2 separate regions of the Anas platyrhynchos genome follow, and region 1 is linked to region 2. The links are chromatin contacts, called in public Hi-C maps. All regions are on one chromosome and are shown on one strand. The core of a region is the stretch at or near the end of the contact, and the rest is flanking DNA. Distances in the headings are between cores, read along the strand shown. Region 1 holds the start of GPR82 (G protein-coupled receptor 82). Region 2 holds the start of NYX (nyctalopin).

The links. A called contact is a pair of places that touch in the nucleus more often than the background predicts.
Region 1: a contact with region 2 is called in a Hi-C map of subcutaneous adipose tissue, with 2.6 times the contacts expected there. The contact joins the promoter of GPR82 here to the promoter of NYX in region 2. A contact is called at or near these places in 5 of 8 Hi-C or Micro-C datasets (F5 follicle, liver, skeletal muscle and 2 more).

What each region holds. Positions count from the first base shown.
Region 1 is chr1:123,213,547-123,216,622 of IASCAAS_PekinDuck_T2T, forward strand. It overlaps GPR82 (G protein-coupled receptor 82), which reads left to right and starts at 1,403. Exons shown (of 3, transcript XM_038171490.2): 1 at 1,403-1,665; 2 at 2,137-2,205. The region is part of intron 5 of CASK (calcium/calmodulin dependent serine protein kinase); the gene reads right to left.
Region 2 is chr1:123,081,084-123,084,649 of IASCAAS_PekinDuck_T2T, forward strand. It overlaps NYX (nyctalopin), which reads left to right and starts at 1,484. Exons shown (of 4, transcript XM_038171471.2): 1 at 1,484-2,115.

The DNA of each region.
Region 1 (3,076 bases), core at 153-2,652, 130 kb after region 2:
CAAGGAGATGAGGTTGATTGGGCTGTCTTCTACCATCTTGAGAATATAGATGGGAGAGGCAGCAGACAAGTGGTTTGCATGTGGATCACTCTGTCATATATGGTTGTACTAAATAACAAGAGTTGGGTACGAGTTATAAATGGCTAAGTGAAATAACTTTCCTCACTGTGAATTTCCTTGTCTTTGCAGTTTTGAGCCACAAAAAAGGTTTTCTACAAACAGCACTAAAAGGCAACATATATTGCTTACTGGCATATAAAATCCAGTAAGAAGTTTAAATTGTAAGTAACCATGGTTTAAGAGTGCTGAAAATATAAATAATTGAGGTGAAGAAAGTAATTGAAGACCATTATGAAGAACTTAACGAGTGTATTGCATAAGAGATGCACATGGACTGTTTGAGTATCATTAAATGTACTGTAGATAAAATAAACCATTTATAGGTTAGGTGGATGGAAATAGTCCACTAAAAGAATGAGGAAGGTGCTTACAGTTTTGAACTAATGACATACTTCTGGTGTTTTTTGTTTTTGCTGATAGTTTTGTTTTTCTTTTTACTTACAATATCCCATTCCTTTGTTGCCCATCTCACTAACCAGTTGCAAAATGAAGTCTGATAGACTGTAATTCACTATATTAATCTGTTATCATACAATAGATCAGTAAAAAAAGTATCATTATCTCTTCGCATAGCAAGAATTATGAGCACTGAATTAAAAATACTACAGGCTACTGGTAATAACCAACTGAGTAATAATAAAAAAACTGCTAACTTTGGGCAACCGCACCTTTTGGCATCTGACCACGGTTTCCCCCTAGCACATTTTCAGTATATCTATTCTTGTGTCTAAAACTGGATGGAATACCACAAAAACAAGGACTTCTAAGACTGCTTAAGAGACTATTAGATATTTAATTAATACAAGAACCTTTCTATTAAAACAAATTTTTAACACAATTATATATTCAAAAGTTGAAAGAAAAGGTAAAACTAAGCTTAACAGGAACAAAAATTAAAATATGCATGCAAACTAATTACAGCATTATGAACTAATTACTAGTATTTCTCAGCAAGTTCCCCTCACTTAAATTTAATCTTAAACGAGATCAATTTTTTAGTATAAATAAAAGGCCAGAATACATGTCCATCATTTTAGAACAACAACAAAAAACTGAACAACTAAATCCATAGTAGATCACTAAAGTGGATTATTGGATTCTTACAGTGGGTGCTTATATGCGAAGCAAAGCAAACACAACAAGAACCTCAGTAAAACTACAGAAGTTTTTTTTATGGTATCTCCTCTGTTCTCATAGAGGAACTTATTTAAGGCTTTTGAAAACTCGTATCTGACGACCACAGATGTATCAGAAAGAAGGAAATTCAGTCTCGAGCTCCGAAGAGCTAAGCGGAGTTTGACTCATCTGTGATCAACACTCTTCTTCCGGAGGAGGGAAAACATCCTTTGTAGCCTTCTGGGTGGTTTCTGTAAAACACCATTTCTTGGACACAATCTGAGTTGGTTTTCCTGAATGATTAGTAAGCCTAGAACGCATCAGCTGTTAACTGCTCCCACAGAATCCAGCATGTGACTAGACAGAAGTGATCTGTTCATTTGGTCACTGGCATGAGGATATGACATGGATATACTCTTATTACTTCAGGTGGGTTTCAGGAACAGAGTCAGCTTCATGAAAACTCTTGGAACTGAAAAACAGTTAAACTGCACTGAAAATAAGTTCTCACGCATAAAATATCAACTTTTCTTTTTCATTCTGGGAAGTGGGCAGTCTTAAAAGAGCATGACTGTAACAATTCCTCCACCCCCCAAAGGAGGAAAGAACCATATAAAGTATTTTAAGGTATTTCTGTGCCATAGCTACATGGCCAAAGGACTGTTACAATCATTCTTCCACTCTTCTCTATTTCATTCGTTTTAATTCTCTAATGGAGCTGTATCCTGACCTAACTGCAAAGACTTTTTTTCGACAGACATTTTTGGTTTGAACTTTAAAAGCCTAGCTGACTTCTGACACTGCCAAAGAAAAGTGCACATTCTGAAAACCTACCTATGTCACGAAGACATTTTTCGTAACTCTATTTTCCAGAATTAAGTATCATCCTTCTCATTGCAGCAGCGGAGATAAAAAGGACGTAAGACAAAATTCCCTCTCTCCAAAGGAAGGTGCCTGCAGCTTGCATAGGTAAGCTTAAAAGTGCTACTTCTTTGTTTCACCAGATAAAATCTGTGTGTTTACACAAAAATGGTCATTAGATTTCTAAATAACTGAATCCAACAATTACTTTATGAATTTAACTCATTGCAATAAAATAATTTAATACAATTTGGTTCAATGATTGATGCGGGACTTAGGCAAAAATGCAACAGCTACAAAAAACTTGGTTTAACTTGCAAGTTGTCAAACATGACCTATGGCATAATTTTTAAATATAACTTTTACAACTTCTTGTTATTTATCTATCTATCATCTTGGTGTATAGGTGTTCTATCATAGTTACACGGAATATTCTTTGGTATTTGCTTATAGATGTTTCAAAAAAAATTACTCTCAACCTGTAAATTTGAAATCTGCTCTTTTCCATATGCTTTTGTATGGAATAATAGCTAAGTTGGATAAACTTCACTAAACTTGTGAATGAGAGAATCTCTCTTCACTACAGGTTAGTAAGTGAAAGGCACATTTTTATGTGCTATAATTGTACAGAACTTTAAACACCAATTAGATTTGATTTCTTACAGTCTAGAAATTGAGAATAAATTGAAAAGTGAACTTGGAAATACATCATTTTTCAGCAACTGTTTCATATGTTCATGACTAAATCATTCATGCCAAATGTGTATCTCTAAGATTAGATCTCTAAACAAAGTAACATTAGATACTGATAACAGTACAAAATAAATGCACCCAGACAGGTCCCAGAATCATGTACAGTTTAATTCTTACTTAAACAGAGGTACAGGATACTCCTCTGCATTTCTGCAATTACAGTAATGCTTTGCATTTCTTTTGCTTATTTAACTTAAAATAGTCTAGAAGTGGTTTCCAAAGTAGG
Region 2 (3,566 bases), core at 234-2,733:
CCTCCCGTGCCACCTGCACGATGGCAGCGGTGCTGGCGGGGCTCCTGGAGATGCCACCCCTTCCCCATCCTGCTGGGTCCTTCCCACCCACCTGGGAGCTCCCATAGGGATGTGAGTACCCAAACCAGAAATTATTTACAGCACGAAACTTTCACCTTTGCGGCTCCTGCTCCACTGGTGCCCACTGACTGCGGACCTTGAGGTTTTATTTGCTTATTTTTTTAATCTGTTTGAGTGTCCGTCAAGCCAGGGGCAGGGTGGACCTGAGGGGGCTGCTTGTGGCCAGGGCTGGCTGCAAGGGGAACTTTCGGTGCATGGTGCACGGGGAGCTTTTCCTGGGGTCTGCTCTCTGCTCCAGAGGGTGCTTCTGCATTTTATTCATAGGATGGTACAGTGAGAAATGCAGAAGCTGTCCAGGAAACAGAAGGCAACGCTTCCCCCACCACAACACCCCCCCTGGATGTGTTTGCAAGAGCCCGGCTGCTATTTCGGTGCATTTCTGCCACGCAGAAACCTCCGGGCAGTATCTGTGAATCGTGCAGCACAGTGTCACGGTTTCGACAGGAGGGGGTGACAGTCCTCTTCTGATCCACGCCAGCCCGCAGCTGCCTGCTGTTAGGGCACTTCTTCAGAGGATGGCGGGCTGTGGGTTTGCCTCTCCCCACACCACGGAAAGCAAAAACCTTGCCTCTGCTGCTGGCCAGTACAAAGCCCAGGGCTGCTTGGAGCATAGTTTTAAGATTTTTAATTCATCAGTTCCACAACCTACTCGTTATTTTGCGACTTTCAGAATGTACCACTAAAAATCAGAGTGGCAGCCCCAAGCAGCAAGATTTCCTATTTTTCCTAGCTCACACCCATTGCTCTGACAGCGGAGAGTGTGGGTGGGCTGCCACCAAATGCACCCAAACAGCTGCTGGCAGTGCTCACCAAGCACCAAGGAGGGAGAGGATGTTTTTTGGGTGTCCTGAGTGGTGCAGGGATGCGTGGCCAGGGCTGTGAGCTGAACTGCTTCAGGAGCTTGGGACACGGCTGCTGCCTCAGACCCTGCAGTGGTGAGCTGCAAAAGTGTGCTGTCACCTGCCAAGAGAGCAAGGAGACAAATTATGAGTTCAGGAGATGTGTGGGAACGTCATGGGAGATTAAATGATCCTGGCTTTCCTCACGAGGTGACCCCAGGACAGGACCAGGCTCCCTGATCTCCTGGGTTTCCTCCACCCATCTGTGGCATAGGAGTGGGGACAGGAAAGGAGATGGCCTTTAGTGGCCCTTGGTGGTCCTTCACTGTGCTGTCCTGCCCTGTGGGGCACCAGGGTGCAGGTGGGCGCAGCCAAGCAGTGCCAGGCACGGTGCCACTTCCCCATCCCACACCTGCACCCGCAGGTGCTCCATGTGCGTCCCCAGCACAAGTTCTCAGAGAAATGTGAAAGCTCTGCCGAAATCAAAAGGAACCAATAACCATAGTAAAAAATTCTGTGTAGAATCTCTTTTTTTTTTTTTTTTTTTTTTTTTTGAGGGCTGCGGTGTCTTGCAGAGCCCTGGTGTGATTTATTTTTAATGCTGCACGTCTAGCGCTCCCTTCACCTTTCTCACAGCTCCGCTTGAGCGATGTGGTTCTGCAGCCTGTACGTTCGTTCCCCTGCCTCTTACGCGTGGTGTTCACCTCCTCGGTGTCTGCTGTTTCCCACCGTCCTCGCACAGCAGATGTTCTCTGTTACAACGCAGAGCGGGCACGGTAGCTCCAGCAACTTGTTGCAACACACTTGTTGCTAAAGCGCAGCTGTTGCTAGCGCAGCTTTTCTGACAAGAGCAAGGAGAAGTTTGGGCTGCCCGACTTTCTCTGGCCCTTGCCCACGGGCCAGCCTTTCTCAGTGGTTGTGCATGCAGCTAACCTGCTCAGCACCCCTGCAGGAAGCTGTCACTGCTGCAGGCTTCCTCGTGCTAGTTCCTTGCCTAGGAGGGGGTGAAAGGTGTGTGCGTGGCTGAGGAAGGACTCGGCCACGATGAAAAGCTTTTAGTCAGTTCTCCTGCTGTGTTTTCAGCCAAGTTCTCGATCTGGGGCTCGATTATTCGGTGAATGCGTTTCCATTTTGATTATATGCTTGGGAAGGCATGGTAAGTTCATTTAACAAATCTTCCAGATCACCTGCAAGAGCAAACTGTGCTAACCTTCTGCTTAGTGTGCTGATGATTATGCTGTTGAAGTTCACTTCTGCATAGGTGATTGGCTTCTTTCCTATCTGCCGGCACCTAGGTTAGACAACAAAATTATCCTTGTGTATCAATAAACAGGTAACGACGAGTGCTTTGTGTGACGGGGTGCCCCATGTTACCTGGGGCTCAGAAGCAGAAGTCAGGTGGGGAAGGACAGCGAGCAGAGCACAAATTACCTTGCAGCATGGTACCATGGCTCAGGAGAGCTTCTGCTTTGCTCCCACCAAGCACCTGAGCTGGCTGCAGAGCAGGCTCCTGATGCGGGGCCAGGTAAGTGGTGAACAAGCCCCAGATGTCTGTGCTGTACGAGGGGGAGGAGGCAGCACTGATCCTGCCACGTTGGTGGGAGATGTTAATCACCAGGAGGTAAATAACCTGCCTGCCGAGGCCTGGGGGGGCTGTTGGCTTCAATAACATATCGCATGCTGCGGGTTGGCTGTAGAGAGGCTATTCCAAAAGGTGTTTGCAGGGCTGTGGAAGCGGCTTTATGAAGATGAATGGACTCGCCAGCCGTGAGGGAATTGTGCAGCGTTCCCATCGGCTAACAAGGAACTGAAAGCTGCCAGCAGCCTGGGGAAAGCGCAGCACAAGGAGCTGAGCAAGAGAAAAGCATCTCTGGGCTTGTCACACAGGACAGAAATGACCCTGCAGGGCTGGGGCAGGGCAGCCAGGACAAGCTGCATGAGCCCAGGACCCCAGGCCCTGCATCCCTACACGCCATCCCTACAGGAAATAGGGCAGGCTGGCTGGATCTGGCACTGCCGGCTGTGCCATCTCCCTGTCTGCCTGTGGGACACGAGCAGCAGCTGCTTGAAGGCAGAAGCTGGGGAAGACAGCAGCAGCCCGGCCCCAGGTCAAGTTTTACCAGCAACCATTTGTCCCTGAAATTAAACATCTGAGCATGGCCAGCCAGCTTGAGGAAAAAGAAATGTAGTCGAGGCCAAGACTCAGAGTGGAGAGCTGGGAGATGCAGATTCAAGCCCTCAGCTTTGGTTAACAGAGAGCCAGATTCCCTCTCCCTCCCCAGGGCTGCTCTGGGTATGGCAGGGAGCGTCCCCATAACCCCAGCGATGTTCTCCCTGTGCTGCAGCACTGCGACAGGAGGTGGGAGCTTGCTTCGAGGGTGGGTGCCTGTGGCTGCTCCTGCCTTGTAGGAAGTGCCATGATTGATGAGCACGAGCAGGACATGAAACCGGGTCAGACGGACGGGTTGGGAGAAACCCCATGAGCTGCTGTGGCCAGGATGCCATCAGCAAACCCTCGCACCAGGCAGTGTGGGGGTGTTGACCTTGACGGAGCCACGGTCTGTCCCCGGGGTAAGAAAAGCTCTTTGCTTTGTCTGCGGTCGGCCT